Regions from separate parts of the Bombyx mori genome. Here region 1 is linked to region 2. A link is a contact called in public Hi-C data. All regions are on one chromosome and are shown on one strand. The core of a region is the stretch at or near the end of the contact, and the rest is flanking DNA. Distances in the headings are between cores, read along the strand shown. Region 1 overlaps LOC101745326. Region 2 holds the start of LOC101740273 (U3 small nucleolar RNA-associated protein 18 homolog).

Region 1 (3,397 bases), core at 679-3,178, 47 kb before region 2:
AACGCGCAATTTCGTTCATACATACGTTCGACTCATCGATCACTGCATCTGCGGTTTTTCCATGCGGTCATAGGAGATCCTTTTAAATGAATTCAAAATTAAAACTTTAGGCTTCTTTCCCCATTTTAATTCATTTATTTTGTCAACTAGCAAATTAAACTTAATTTTTAAAATCTTGTGTATGTCTAGAATACCATCTTAATAATAATCTGACCATTGTGAACAATTTGTGCAGATAGTTTTATTTTTTTTAGATTAGACTGCCAGTTTTTTTTTTGTGAACGAGGCGTTACTTGACCCGTAGTTCTTTCCAGTTTCACCAGAGCAGGTGGGCGAGCAAAGGCTCAACTAAGAGGGGTGGGATTTGCTAACAGCTGCCCGAACGCCTCCAAAGGGGACCTAGCAACGCAAGAGCAGCTGCTTCGCGAATGAATCTACCACCGAATCGGAATCGCGACCCGCTGAGAAGATCCGGCGAGAAACTCAGCAGGCTTAAAGCTGCGTGTAGGCGCTATGCACGACCGCGGCTACAGAGGTCGCTGGCCTTGACATTTGCATAGATTAGCAAATGAATGTTATTTTAAGGTTATGTTAGATTTTACTGTTCCTTTTCGGCGTCCGGAAGGCTTTACCTTACACCCTGTATATGAACAAGGGACACCTTTACTTTGCTTAATAATCTTACTCTTACTATTCAAGGTAAAGGTTCAATGGTCGCAATGGTAGACGATCTTACAAACGTTACACGCGTGACGTCACCACATCGCTCTGCCCGACGCAGCTACCTCGGGGCGAGTCTCGAGCATACAGTGAGCTTAGTGCGAGTTTTTTAACGTTCTCGATAGCGTAAAAGTTAAATCAAATTTGTATGGAATTAAAACGTTTGCCGCTATAAGCGCTGTTCCAACTGCATACAAATTTGGGTTACTTTTACTCTATCGAGAACGTTAAAAAACTCGCACTAAGCACACAGTAGTCTGTATAATCTACAGGAGCTCGAAACAAATAATGTCAGGTTCTCTCGTAGGCAAACGGTTGACGCGTGCTGCCAACATCGAATAGAAAAATAATGTACAACTGCCCCTTTTGTAAATTGTTCGTTGTAGTTCTCATTCATCAAACGATAATAATGAATTATTTTACACGAAAAGTAATATACAAACATTTATGTAATAATGCTTGTATTTAGTTAAAGAGCCTTTAGGTCGTGTCCACTGCGGCAGCGTCTTCACTGTGAGCTCCGTAGACGAGTATCAGTCGGTTTGTTCCGAGATATTTTAGCGGCACTCTTCTTCTTCTCTTTATTTTTGGATTTATCACGTTTCCTACTCTTCTTCGGAGTGTCTGTGAGGGAGGGGGCGTCGCTGTCCCCCTCGCGGTCCCGTTCCCGCTGCGCGACGGACGCGCCGGTTCCGCTATTTTTATCGAGTTCCGCCATCGCTTCCTGGATCGCGTTCTCCAATAAAGTATTCAATTTTCTACTCCTGCTTCGACGAAAGAAAATAAAACATAAATATTTATCTACATCGTGACGTCATCGGGTGCGATTTCAGCTTCGAATATTCGAATAAACAAATTACATAGTTTCTTTGGATCGGGTTAGCGATACAACATGACGTTACTATAAAAGGTTTAATTATGCTGTCATAACTAAGAGAGCGGTCGATACAGTCATACACAATGTTCTCACGCTATGCAAGTCTAATGAAATATAAATTGTGCGATCTTGGCCACGGTTAAATTACGTTTATCGACTAGTACGTACGTTGAAAGAATCTATCGTACTGTGATATTTCTGGGCACCGATAGGAAGGCGGTTCGACAGGGAATGTTCTGAGGGAGTCTGTGAGGAAGTCTGTGAGGGAGTCTGTGAGGAAGTCTGTGAGGGAGTCGGTGGGGGGTCGGGTCCGGACTCACTTCCTGTGTCGCTCTCGCGCGGCGTGGTGCGCGTCCAGGCCGTCGGAGAGCGCGAGCAGGCGCGCGGGGTGCAGCACGCCGAGCCCGCGCGCCCCGAACCAGCGCACCTCCCAGCGCCCGTCCGCGCGCCGCCGCTCCAGCTGCCCCGGCCACGACGCGTGCCCCGGCGCCGGGCCCCACACCACCTGCCCCCTCGCGAACTTGTCCCCTCTGTCCCTCTGTCCCGCCTCGTCCTCCGCCTCGTCCCCCGCCTCGCCCTCAGCCTCGCCCTCGGTCTCGACATCCTCCTCGTCGCTCTTCGCATCTATCGACGTTACCCGCCACTTTAAGCGTTGACCCGCCTCCAAATTCAACGTAAGAACGCTATTCCTCTTTCAAAACGATTCTATCGTGTGTATTCTAATTAAATATACATATTTGAAATCATTAAAACAAATACATTTTCTGAGTATCGAAAGACCCTAATGGTCGACATAATAAAAAGCTAAATATATTTATAAGTTGATTTTTCGCGAAGTCTTTCTAGGTTTTATTTCAAAGAATTAGTAATTACAATAATTTATTTTAAACACAGAAGAAATAATATAGATTCGAGGTACATATATGTGTGAAACGTGCGTACTTACAACGACGAGCGGATGGAATGATGGCTTTACAATGATGCGTTAGTAATGGTGTCCCAATTTGTGAGCCAATTTTGTTACTTCATAGATATGGTGCAATGGAAAGCGACAGAAAGCCTGGGTGAGAACGTTTGCACGCTGCACATCGCTGTTTTATTCTGATTAGTTTCCAGTACACCCTTAATATATTAACAGCTGTATCTTGTATTAACCCAACCAAAAGAAAACCAATGACCGATAGTATCGCATTATGTAGAAGCTGAAATACACCACAACACACGTCAGTACGATGTTTATTATGTCCGATTTTTACGTATTAATATATAATTACAATTAAATCATACATCCTGATTATATCAAGCAATCCATAACCAATACAAGACACAACAATTTAAAATTTGAATTTTGTTAGCTATGACTGAAGCATGAAATGACTGATAGAAATCCAGAAACAAGGGGGGTTTCGTTTGCAATTTATTTACAACATTTTTAAAGATAGAATGATCTAATTAGATTTTTTTAGCTAACAATTTAATTAAAAAATTAAATTCATTTAAAAAACACAAGTGAAATCAGTAAATGTCAATACGAAAACAGTCATTAGAATCGATTATTGTGAACCAAGGGACCAACATTTTCGTTAAGTGCATACAGTCAGATAAAAAACAATATTTTTATTATAGATAAGATAAAATGACAGCAAAGGGTACAAGGAAGCACAGTAGTGAAGGGGGAAGGGATAAAGCGACGGCAGGGTCTCACTTACCGTCGCCAGAACTGAAATTGTGTCTGTCCGACGCGGCCTGGTAGTGCCTGTAGCTTCGGTCTTGCGAGCTCACAGTCATAGCGCTATAATC
Region 2 (3,488 bases), core at 671-3,170:
AGGAATCTTTGACATACTGCTGTGATACAGGATATAAATCTGGCAACTGAGTTATATTTTCAATAGACCCTAAACTGTCAATTTTATCATCACTGTCATTAAAATTCTTGTAAAACAATTGGTTCTGGTGCGATCTTTGTTCAACTCCTTCTGATTGTGTACGATAAAAAGATGATCGCAGCTGCGGCTGCAAATTATCAGGCAGGTATAGGGATTCCAGTGGCGAGTGTCGAAGGGTGTCCAGGTCGGGCGGTGCGGTGCCGGGCTCTAGCTGGCGCTGCTCCGCCACGTACACCAGCACGCGCGGCGCACCCGCCACGCCCGCTCGCGACGCGCCCACATTCGCGGGCTTGCCCGACATCGCGAACATACATTACACGATGCCACACTTTGGTACTCATTAGCTGAGTGCACCACAACGTGGTCTTCCAGCTGCCCAAATTGAACTGTTAGCAGCATAGCTCTGAATCCCTCGATCATATCTCGACAGCCTCCTATCACTTTGAGGCCGATCCACCATCGTCGACTAACACCTTTTTTTGCACCGATGTCATGAATTTTATTTTATGGTTTTATGACGGACTAACGACCCACTGATAGTTTTATGGCGGAGCCCTTTTCAACCCCATTGTTTATGAATGAGATTAGTAGAAAACAGTAGCAGCTACTTTTTATTGTATACAATTTCGGTGTTGGAACAGGCTACACAACATATTGTATTGAATATTGATACACTTTCGGTCTGTTTAAAAGGTCATTGAATTAAATGTCAGCTTCACTTCACCATCAAATCAAACACACCATTTCCATTTTCGCGTTTTGTAAAGTATTTAAAGTTGGCTTGTGAAAAAAACAAATGAAAGGCTGCTATTTAAAATTTCAGCATAACATAAGTTTAGTGGAACACTGAAAAACGACCGAATGAAGTGATTCGTAAATCGTAGTTTATAGTTTACTGTTGTTCAATGACCGTGTTCAGTGACTTCACTGTTCACTCACTGTTCACAAATTTATTATCGAAAGTATCCTTTGGAACATAAACGAGGAATAAGTCTCATTTCTCAATAGTACTCTGGAGCTTAAAAAACAGCCAACGCTTATGTTCTATCTTCTTCTGTAACTGAAAAGAGGTATTAGGAAAAAAGAGAAGCAAATATGAATTAAAACAACAGATCTCAAGAGTCAAACGCAGGTAAGCGACATCTGGTATTATCCTGCCACAACATGAAATGACATTCTCGTTTTACGAGGTTTTTCAGCTAAAGAATTATGGTTTTGTAAATGTGTAGATTAAAATTGCATGAAATACTTTTTCTATAGTTGCAGTATGTACGTGAACAAATAAAATGTAAATCTGCAATTAATTTAGAATCAGTATAAATTGTTTAATTTCAAAATAAATATAATGGGCTTAATTTTGTCTTCGTACAATATAAGCACGACGTGAAATACGTCAATGTGACAAATTAACATGGCTCTTCATATTCAAAACCATTAACATAAAATAATAATTTCCTACAAGTATATATCCTACGTGACGGACTAAGTTTCACTCGGTACATGTATCTTTACCTTACGAGCTGATTTAACGTCACTATGGCCGTTTTCCAATTACAGAGCATAATGCATAGACCTATATAGTATTCCTACTTCATTGGCATAATGCGACTCAGTGACGCACAATGCCGAATTATGCTGAAGCTTAGTCGAGCATTATGCCGCATAATGCGCTCTTGTGCTGTTATTGGAAACGGCCTGCGTATTTAATTAGGAAAAAAATCAAATTCTCGTTAATCCTCTGCTTTTATGCTTTAAACAATTGAGGTGGGTATAAAGCTGGTAGCCCTGTTAGAGAGTAGGATTCTGTTTATATAAGATATGTGAGTTACAGCTATAACATAGATTATTTATAGCAGGTATGGCTAAGTTCCTTTTGCCTGACCATTTGACCAATGTAAAAATTAAATAAAAAATTCAGCGCACAGCACAGCATGACCAGTGACCACTTTTTATTTGTAATATTAAACTTGGAAGTAAAAACGCAAATTGTTTTCTGGTCAAAAACTTCGTTGTTACTGATCTGTAAAAAGTAGACCATAGTGTCACCCTTAAATATGAAACGTAGTTCCAGAAACTTTAAACACGAGATTAATCCTGTCAAAGATGAAGAATCACGGTGTGTAGCAAGTTTTTTTTGACCAGGCTGTAAAACTACTCTCACGAATTGTTCGGTGCAGATTACGCTCAATTACGAAACTATATAATTTTTAACGTAGCTTACTGTAAAATTTTAAGAACATCATTATAACCACAAAACCTGTAAACATGATAGTAAGAGTAAATGTACATAACGGACTATTTAGATATAAGGGTTTTCGAGATGTTTTATTATTTTAAAATGAACATTTTTTATAAAGTCTCCAAAAAGAATTTTTTATGGTAATTATAGTCTGGTCGGTTCCTGTGGCACTTTCAGCATGGTAAAATGAATATTGACTACATACCTACTAAACTTATTAACAGTTCCTGTTGATTTCACTTTTTCCTTTCTATTCTTTTACTTCTTTTATACCAAATATAAATAAACAAGTCTAATTACATCCATTGCCTCAGTAAATACAACTATAATCATTTAAAAAAAAGTGTCATCTAATCATTTAAAAAAAAAACATGACTAAAATGAAACCAACTCTCAATTACCATACTGAAGTTGCCAAATTATTTTTGGCTAACATTTGAAATGCAGTGGTGCCATATATAGGTCCCATGCAAATGATAATCAAATAAAATGGACTCCCTACAACAGACTATTTTTTTTAGAGATTCTGTTGTCATTCCTAAGCACAGAGAATTTTTATAATATGAATAGACTGTAACAATAAAAAACATTGTTTGATAAAGAGGGCTTTGTGAAAGTATACATTTTTTATATCTATAAGGCTCATTTGACTGAAACTGGATGCTACACTTTCACACATGTTGCCGTTGTCTTTCTTTAACAGATTAGATATCACATTTGATATGATCCATAAATTTAAAATTGTAATTTACAGGTTATCTCAAATACTTTTTACCAAGAAGCAAAAATTAATAGATAAATTGAAACCTAATCAAGAATTATCAGACAATATTGATTTAAAGCCAGTATGGACTGATGATGATGATGGTAAATATACTGCAGCAAATATCATACCTCAAGCTGTAAGTAATGTTCAGTACACTGAAAAACTTAAACAAAAATATAGAACTATCGTGGGAACACCCAGTTGGGCGGAAATAAAGAAAAATACAGATTGTGAAGATGATGACAAACTGATGAAAACAGTAGGACACATAGTTAAAAAAAAAACCAAAGAACTAAAAAAAGATTTCTTGGAATATAAAATATTACCCAAAATCAACAATGATATTAGTAAAGAAGGTCCTTTGATTAAATGCATAGAATTCCATCCAAAAATGAGTGTATCATTAATAGCTGGACAATCTGG

Evidence for each region. Hi-C and Micro-C count contacts between places; a contact is called where the count stands out from the background.
Region 1: a Hi-C map of whole pupa shows a contact between it and region 2, with 2.3 times the contacts expected there. The contact joins the enhancer-like site here to the promoter of LOC101740273 in region 2. A contact is called at or near these places in 4 of 7 Hi-C or Micro-C datasets (midgut, an unstated tissue and whole pupa).

Annotation. Positions count from the first base shown.
Region 1 is chr9:6,712,527-6,715,923 of ASM3026992v2, reverse strand. It overlaps LOC101745326, which reads right to left. Exons shown (of 9, transcript XM_038013097.2): 7 at 3,307-3,397; 8 at 1,918-2,221; 9 at 1-1,487. The coding sequence ends at 1,229. Among protein-coding and RNA genes, the nearest start is that of LOC134199359, 28 kb to the left of the region's middle. Within about 2 kb of position 1,928, at least 4 of the 8 cell types and tissues checked have open chromatin away from gene starts, as enhancers often do.
Region 2 is chr9:6,665,256-6,668,743 of ASM3026992v2, reverse strand. LOC101740273 (U3 small nucleolar RNA-associated protein 18 homolog) reads left to right here and starts at 1,920. Exons shown (of 2, transcript XM_004925147.4): 1 at 1,920-2,176; 2 at 3,054-3,488. The coding sequence starts at 2,115. It overlaps LOC101745326, which reads right to left and starts at 1,185. Exons shown (of 9, transcript XM_038013097.2): 1 at 1-1,185. The coding sequence starts at 370.